3 separate regions of the Mus musculus genome follow, and regions 1 and 2 are each linked to region 3. A link is a contact called in public Hi-C and HiChIP or PLAC-seq data. All regions are on one chromosome and are shown on one strand. Each heading gives the region's core, a stretch centred on a gene start, on an enhancer-like site or on the middle of the called end of the contact. The rest is flanking DNA. Distances are from core to core; before and after follow the strand shown.

Region 1 (2,700 bases), core at 160-2,659, 540 kb before region 3:
CCCAAGTATACCAAAGACAACTGTGGCTATAGGGGAAAGAGGAAAGAGAGAAAAAAGGAAACAAACAAAACAGACATACCAGCCATCAGAAAAAGTGCTAGAGTTCTCAGTTGAGGTCCAGCAGAACTTGACTGCTCCAGCTGTCTCTCTGACCTGCATGGATGCCGCAGTTATATGTTCTTTGTCAACCTCTGTAATGTCTTGTATAGGAATAGAGAAAAGAGACACAATCGTGAGAACAATCTACCCTGCCCATAGTTCTTAAAGTACCCATTTTAAATGACACAGTAAAATGTTAAATAGAATAATAACAGCAATGCCTTTTCATTTGAGAAGTATTTTTTTCAAATCCACTATGAAGCTTATTTAGCAAGTTAGTCTTGCAGATGGATGTAAAACTCTGATGACACTCCTGTTAGCTTTCCCACATTGACTCATGATTAAGGGATGTGTCTGTCAGAGTAGACCTGGCTATCACATGCACCTGTCCTTGAAGACAGACAGAGCTCTGTTCTAGCTTTCTGAATTGGATTTTAAATTTCCAGAAACTATCTTGCTGGTAGTCCAATTTCTGTTAAGCACTAATTTAATTTTTTTTTCAGGTTTCTGGCCTGTGGCTCCATGCTAATTTGTCAGACTGCCGGTGCCATATTGATTAAGTAGTTATATTCTTAAGGATTTTCCAACTAAAAGCAGCCTTATTAGTTGGACAGGGTATGAAAGCTCAGCATGTTTAGGCTTCATTCTGCAATCTCCTTTTACAGTGCTGTTTTTGCAAATTATTTCGCACAACAGTCTTGTGAGGTAGACTAATGATGTTGTCCGGAACTCTAGGTTTCCAAAAGGGTACATGGTGTGTTTTGAGAAAGCAGCAGGGCCAGAAATAGAATCCATAGATCCTAGAGCTCAGGCAGCCATGTCTTATCACCCATTCAACACGTCTGCCTGGCTTTTAATTAAAGTTTAAGCGACACTGCAGAAGAACGGCTTTGGTTGGACTGAAGGTGGAGGCCGGCTGCTGTCTTAGGGAGATCGTATGTTCTCTTCCCTTTAGAGGGGATATGGAGGTGGGCATCTGAGAAGCTGCTGAAATCAAACTCTTTGAACTCGAAGGTTATTTAGTTTAGCTCTTTGTTTTGTGGATAAGGAAAGCTAGGCCTGGAGACACTAAGAGACTTCTCTAGCACCTTAATACAAAACTAGGTCTGTATCCGAGAGGCATCCAGCTCTTGAGATGCAGGCTTCTGCTCTCTCCTCCTTGAATTGTGTTTTAACACTGGATCCACCGTCATTTTCCATCGAGTTGCAAAGGGGATGAGGAATAATTAGTCAGTGCCTGACACAGCGTGAGTTTGAGGTGTTTTCCAGCTTAAACGAACCCAAGAGCTTGAAATAGCTGATACCAGAAGGTGAGATAACAGTAAAGGGTGAGTAATGTCTTCTGTTTCTCCAAGCACTCTTGCGAGTTGTGTAACTAGCAAATGCTTACAAAAACTCGGAGTGAAACAGATCTTCAAACTGTTACTGCAGATTGTGAAGCAGCGTGTATGTAAGGAAGAAGAATATAGTGTATAACTTTTTAGGTGAAAAAGCCCAATGCTGGAAAAATAAGACAATGCAGTACTTGCTTCTGAAAATTTATTTTGGTGCCAGGGTTTCTCATAGTCTTTCACAGTTTCCATTAAATTTATTTTTAGCATAAATAAATGTATGGAGAAGATGTAGAATTGTGACAAGTGAAACACTATTTCTATATCAATTCCATAAGGTGTATTAAAAATTACAAAATCTCCTGTTTCAAAATGTAAAAATACATACTTTTATAAAATTTAAAGTATTTATGTATACTCCTATTAGAGCCATCCGACCCTGTATGTGACCCATGTTCTGGGCCAACAGACACCAATACATTTTAGAAGTTGAGGAGTAGAAACTAAGTCACCACTCAAACCCTTAAAATTTACCAACAGCCCACAGAGGTTTATGACAAGTACATGTATAAATATTTGTGATGTTAGAAGTATTTAAAATATGAAACAACTTATTTTATATTAATTTTATATTAATTCATTTTACATTAGCAGTAAGTCATCAAATGTCATGGTGGCCAAAGCCAAAACTTTATACTGAGAATGGAGGTTTTATATTATATATATTTTTGGCAATTATTCTTTTGATTAGTAGATAACAGGGCCTCATGCCCGTGTGTGAACCAGAGTGTTATCATGTGCTGTTCTTCTTAAAGTGTCCGAAGCACGAGTCCCCACACAGAAGAGAAGTGTATGTTAGTGGTCTTAGATAACTGAAAAGTATTTTTCTTTGGGACTACCATGAACCTCTTTAAGACAAAGCATGAACCATTGTGTCAGTGAGCTTTTACCATAAAGGCTGTGTCCAGGTTGTACTTGGAATGTGTCTTGACTCATATGGAATTATGTAAATACATACATTGACCATTCAGAAAATGGTCTTGCTGGGCTTCTACAGATCTCACTTTTAGCAAAAAATTCATATAAGCATCAATACTGATCACATGAAGAAAGAATTTAAACAACGGAAATCTTCTAATTTCATGATGGTGGACAGAAAATTTCCAAAATTCTGATTTTTTTTTTAAACCTGAAAATTTTCATCGGCCACATATACTGAAAAAAAAAAAAAAAAAAAAAAGAAAAGAAATAGAGCCCCTGCATTTGGGAT
Region 2 (2,700 bases), core at 52-2,551, 740 kb before region 3:
AGCAGATGTATCGAAGCCATTGTGATTTTCTAGGTGAGCTGATATACAGTGAATATATATTAATTACTCAGATAATAGGTGAATTGTTACTTACCATTGTAATGAATTCAGCCTCATGTTTCCAGATAACTCCATGTTGTACGACAGAAGTTACAGCAGCAAATCTCTACTGGAAGAGTATGGAAATCTCTACTGGACCGGTGTGTAAAGTAGACACTGGGCATATAAGCGTGCTTATAGAGTTGTCCTGGTGCCGGACTGCTACTAGAGTTTAGAGCATGAATAGAGTTAGCATGGTGTTGTTCTGAGAGGACGTGCAGTTGCAGATGAAGTTCTTGGTAGGGGCTTTGGCACCAAAGGTTTTATTGATCTTTCCTGTTCCCAGATACACAACATCCCAGACAGTGCAATCTGTGCCTAGAACTGACCGTTGCAAGGGTTATCAGCCACTACAGTGTTACACTCCATGATCTCCCCGTTATGGCTGGCAAAGATTAAAAAGACCTCATGATTGACTTGATCAGAGTGAGTACTGCTACAATGAGAGCCTAATGAATAGAATTTGGAGGGCTGTCGTTATTCCTGAGAAACTTATAACAGCAAAGCACGACCCAGTTCAGAAACCTGCACTTTATTCAGCTAAAGTGTAGGGCAGAAAAGGGCCAGGACACCCCATGTCTGCCACTGGGAGGTGTGGGGGAGTCAGAAGACAGGCTGCATAGAGCAGGAGCCATAGCCTTTGTCTCAAGAGGCTCCAAGCATGGTGAGAACAAAGGAAAGAATCACGCACCACTTTTCTATGGAGGGAGTTATGGTGCACATGTTTAAATATAAGCTGAAGACCCAGGTGTGGGAGAGGCAAGAAGATCAGAAATTCACTGGCATCTTTGGACTCCAAGGTATTTGAGGCCACCTTGGGCTGTGTGAGACCCAGTTTCTGAACAAATAAATTAGAAAGCAAAAACATAAAAAAGAATGCAGTAAAAACTCATTTTCTTTCCTGCAGCCTCTTCTCTCTAGAGGCAACCTTATTAACAGTTTCTTGGGCATTTTTTTTTCCTGAAATACTTTATGCACAAAATTATATATTCAGCTGTTGTGTGTATGCTCTTTGAAAAGCGCATATCGTATTAAAGCACACCCACCTCCCGTTCTCTCGTAAAAATCTTGCCTTTGAGCAAGGCACTTGGCCAAGGGGGCGCAGGCTGAGAGCTGAAATTTGGTAAGCCATGTTCTCAGGTGGCTCCTGAGTCTGCCTGAAAGGGGAGCCATTTCTTCTCGTGGAAGGTACAGTGTGTGGTCCTGGGCTTGTTTTATCAGTATAGCTACCCGCTCTCTCTCATCATCGCCCAGTAGTTTGCTGTAGTGAACAAATAACACTTTAACTAGCTTCTTATTGGCGGGCATTTCAGTTCTTTTGCTTTTTTTTTTCCTCATGGGGGAAAAAGTGGAGCCAATTTCCTTGTCTGCACATTGTGTACAGCTGCGTGAGTGTGTCTGTGGATTGAGTTTGGCGCGCTGGTCTTGAGGTTCTGAGCGATGTGGTTTCAGAACAGAAACAAAACATGTTGATTTGAAAAGACTCGTGCGCCGGGGGTGTTTTTTTCTTTGATTTTTGTAAACAATATTCCAAATTCTCATGCTTTTCAGCCTCAGTAATTGCTTTCCAGCTGCTCTGGGAGCGCTTGCGTCTCACGGTCCCTAATCATCTTAGCGGGGGGGCCCCAGCCTCTGTCCCCTGTCCTCACCCTCTGTCAGCAGGACCCTGGACACCACGGCCCATTTCCTTGCTCTTGGGGAGATTGTTAATCAGAATGCTCAATATCTACCACTTGACATTTACAGAAGGGTGTGGTCAGTATGACACATTTGGAGAGCTTGGCTCTTCCCCGTTAAATTTCAATGTATTTTCTGTCTCTCCAAAACACAGAGATAATTTAATCTCAAATGAAGAGACTTCAACAGAAGAATCTCTATTCACAGGTTAAATGGGTGTGGAGATCTTCCCGGAATGGTTGCTTGAGCCTAGAATCTAAACTTTTGTCTGCCTGCTTGAGGTAGCAGGCCTCTCTAGACTCTTTTAAAGCTCCATGGCTTTGCAATAGAGATCATTTATAAGTTTGCTGTTGACATTTATAGCCAGTTAAGTAGCTAGCTATCAGCAAGTTAAATAATCACTCCCGAAAACTTGACGCAGAGCCAGTCTTCAAGATACAGGTGTGGGATGCCCATTTTTGAAACATTCCACGTTCACACTTAACATATGTAAAAATATACGAGGGGATTTCCTAGGTCTTCATCTATATTATAATTAGAGTTGTGTCTGCATGTTTTCTCATAAAGCTCTTTGCTAGTCTTGGTGCTGAATACTAAATTGGTATTTACACAAGCAAAGCACCCTTAAGCCACAGTCACTGCCCCGCCTCTCCTAACTAAAGCCTAAATCCTTCTACTTGACATATGCAAAGAACTGCAGGGAAATGACACTAGGGAACTTGAGCAACCCGGCTAATTCATTCAACTATTCTTTCTTAAGGAAATAATTCTCTGATGGCAGTTTGTTTGGGGCTTGAGGGATGAGGTTGATTTTCAACCTTGTAATTTCATCTTCTTACCAGACAATCTTTTTTTTTTTTTTTTTAAACTTGTAGTGCCCTGTTCTTCCAGGATCCACAATATTCCAGTCCTCAAATTAGCCTC
Region 3 (2,700 bases), core at 44-2,543:
TTCCCTTCCTATGTGGTAGAGCTGAGTGGTACGTTCCCCCTTTGTCTAAGTTCTGCTAACCAGACCCTCTTGCAGGTCCTCCCCATCTCCCTCCTCCACGCCAAGGAGACTGTGACATTGATAGAGACCCAATGGCATCGCAGGCTCTTGGCATAGCTCCTCTTTCCCCACATATAGAAAGAAACCATACTGGCTTTCATAGAGATCTTGGCTTCTATGTGAAGTCATCTTTGTCATAGACTGACCCCAAAAACTCAGGTTTTCCAGTGAGACTGTTTCCAGTTTCGTCTGCCACTCATTTCTGTACTCAAGAGACATTGCGTGTCAATCATGTGCTGACTGCTGTAGGTGCTAGGCCGGGAGAAGATGAGCCCCACCCTCCAGCAGCCCTGAGTCTAGCCGCAAACACCAATTATCCTCTGTTTAACCTGCCTTGCCCTTAGGGGCCCAGGATGTGAACAGGAAACAGGCATTCAGGCAGATGGGGTCCTTCCCTCTCCAGCTCCACTGGCCTCATTTTGGTTAGTCTTGTCCCTGACTTTGACTTCCCATCTTGAAGCTCAACCCTTCTTGCCTTTGCCCCCGCCACAGTCGCCAGAACTGTCAGTTTTGCCTGAGCCATGTTTTCAGCCTCTCCTATCCGTCAGTCACGGCCTTGATAGCTGTCACTGGTCAAGTGGCCAACTGGTTCCCCTAGCCTCGGGCTCTCCATCCTCAGTCCCGCTGCCATTTTTCCTACGCGGTCATTTTCCTAAAATAGAAATGAGATTGCATCACTCCTTATTTAGAGACAATCATCAAGTCACTAAGCTCTCGGTGTGACTGGGCTTCACACCATCTGCAGGCACTTGGCTTAGGAAGAAGTGTCGTTGAAAGCAAGATGACTCAGCCAGGGACTATGAAGGGCTGACTCAGGGCTCTCATCATAACTGCCCCTTAGAATCCTAAGAGCTCGTGTGACCCGCAGATGCCAGCACTACTCGCCCAGCCCAGACCATTGACTCTGAATGTCAGATGAAGTCTGGGTGGCCAGGCAGGGGGACTCACCGGAGATTTGAACTTTGAGTTGGATTATGGGGGGAAGGTAGCATGAGACTCTGTCTCTTTTTCAGAACTGCTCTTCTTCACTTTCAGATATCCCTGCAACATCACTTTCTTTCCCTAAGTTCCCTGAAATGGCTTAGTAAGTATGTCTAATTATCAGTCAATCACCAGCAGGAATCACCAGGCAGATGCTGTGCTCAGATCAGAAGACTCCTCCCACGTGCGCTTCAGGGGCAGTACCTCAGCCAGTACAAGTCTGACTTGGGAGGGGCCTGGAGCGGCACGTGACCCGCCTTTCCATCCCACCTCTCCTCACAGATGCTTTCTAAGTAGTTTGACCCCTCCTGTACCAAGAAATTGATCCTGTCAGCTATAGTTATCTTTTTCGCATAAAATCTCTCTCGTGGTTTATTTTATTGGGGATCTTCACCCCCTCCTCTGCCCTCCTCGATGCCTGCAGCGCTGGGCCGCACTGCAAGTTCCAAGAATGATTTCTAGATCTCTCTCCCTGCCAGACTTGGGAGAGCTTCATTTTCACATCGTGCTTTGGCTGCAAGGGTTAACTTTCCATTTCAGGAGGGGAGTGTGGGGTTTCCTTCCCAATATCTGTATGATCCAGTATGTGTTTATACTCACGGCCCCTGCCACACAGGTCCTTCCCCCTCATCTCTCATTTCCTTCACACCAGAAGTCAGACCATTTCTGTAGCAGACAGAGTCTGCGGGAGCTGTTGTTCACAGCTGGTGAGGGAAAGGAACAACTGGGGAAGAAAAAGAAAAGCAAGAGACCAAAAGGACAAAGGGCTCTTCAGGCAGAGGGAGCTGTTGCCACAGGCTTGCGGAAGAACTCAGGGCTCCTGCAGGCTGCTGTAGGCTTTTTGTTTTTTGTGGCAGTGAACCCAGTCACCCCTTGTTTATTGAGTCCTGTGAGCTTGGTACAGCTCTCTAAGGCTGCCGGTTCCATATCTAAGCATTCTCCTTGCAAAGGCATCTGTCATGGAAATGAAGCTATTTGCACAAAGCAGAACTAACACTGAAGGGAGGAATACAAGCCAAGAGACACAGAATTAAGACATAAATATTCAGAGCCGAGACCTCTAGCCTGGGCTTTGTGTGAGGAGAACCAGAGAGCCTGGCTAGGTCTGCTTCGGGCAGGGCAGCGGATGGCTGGTGAAGGAGAAAGGAGTGAGCCACCACTGAGGAGAGGAGGTGGGACTGAGTTGGTGGGACTGGGGAGGGAGAGAATTTCTTGACATTGTCTGTGTTTAGGACTGCGATCTGTCTTCCACACCTTTTCAGTTCACTACACTGACTATCTTGGAGAGGTAGGCTGTACTTTGAATGTGACTTCAAGCTGAAGAAAGGCCCGGCCAGCTCATTCTAATAAGGACTATAGATACGGGTAACATCCTTGTAGACACCAGTCTACAGTCTTGAGGATGAGCTGGCAAGAAACTAGGGAGAGAATGTGAGACGATCAAAACACAGTTCTCAGGATGGTATAAAGAAATGGGGCTCAGTTTCCCACTAGACTGGTGATTCTCAACCTGTGGTTCTCCACACCCCTTTTAGGGGTCAAACAACCCTTTCATAGGGGTCGCCTGGTCTGCAGAGTCTCCTGCAGAAGCCAGGAAACACTGCTGCTGAGGAGGCCACA

Evidence for each region. Hi-C and Micro-C count contacts between places; a contact is called where the count stands out from the background. HiChIP or PLAC-seq counts read pairs in DNA pulled down with a chosen protein or histone mark.
Region 1: a Hi-C map of the N1E-115 cell line shows a contact between it and region 3, with 7 times the contacts expected there. The contact joins two enhancer-like sites. A contact is called at or near these places in 1 of 484 Hi-C or Micro-C datasets (the N1E-115 cell line) and 1 of 115 datasets of contacts at active chromatin or transcription factors (embryonic basal ganglia).
Region 2: an H3K27ac HiChIP or PLAC-seq map of SST interneurons shows a contact between it and region 3, with 6 times the contacts expected there. The contact joins two enhancer-like sites. A contact is called at or near these places in 3 of 115 datasets of contacts at active chromatin or transcription factors (SST interneurons, fibro-adipogenic progenitors and stem cell-derived neural progenitor cells).

The regions. Positions count from the first base shown.
Region 1 is chr4:34,121,875-34,124,574 of GRCm38.p6, reverse strand. No RefSeq gene overlaps it. Among named protein-coding and RNA genes, the nearest start is that of Gm25623, 37 kb to the right of the region's middle. Within about 2 kb of position 1,409, at least 5 of the 459 cell types and tissues checked have an H3K27ac peak or open chromatin away from gene starts, as enhancers often do. A contact at or near this core is called in the N1E-115 cell line, where this site is marked.
Region 2 is chr4:34,327,157-34,329,856 of GRCm38.p6, reverse strand. No RefSeq gene overlaps it. Among named protein-coding and RNA genes, the nearest start is that of Gm33286, 21 kb to the right of the region's middle. Within about 2 kb of position 1,301, at least 10 of the 459 cell types and tissues checked have an H3K27ac peak or open chromatin away from gene starts, as enhancers often do. A contact at or near this core is called in SST interneurons, where this site is marked.
Region 3 is chr4:33,585,959-33,588,658 of GRCm38.p6, reverse strand. No RefSeq gene overlaps it. Among named protein-coding and RNA genes, the nearest start is that of Gm32955, 16 kb to the left of the region's middle. Within about 2 kb of position 1,293, at least 136 of the 459 cell types and tissues checked have an H3K27ac peak or open chromatin away from gene starts, as enhancers often do. A contact at or near this core is called in the N1E-115 cell line and SST interneurons, where this site is marked.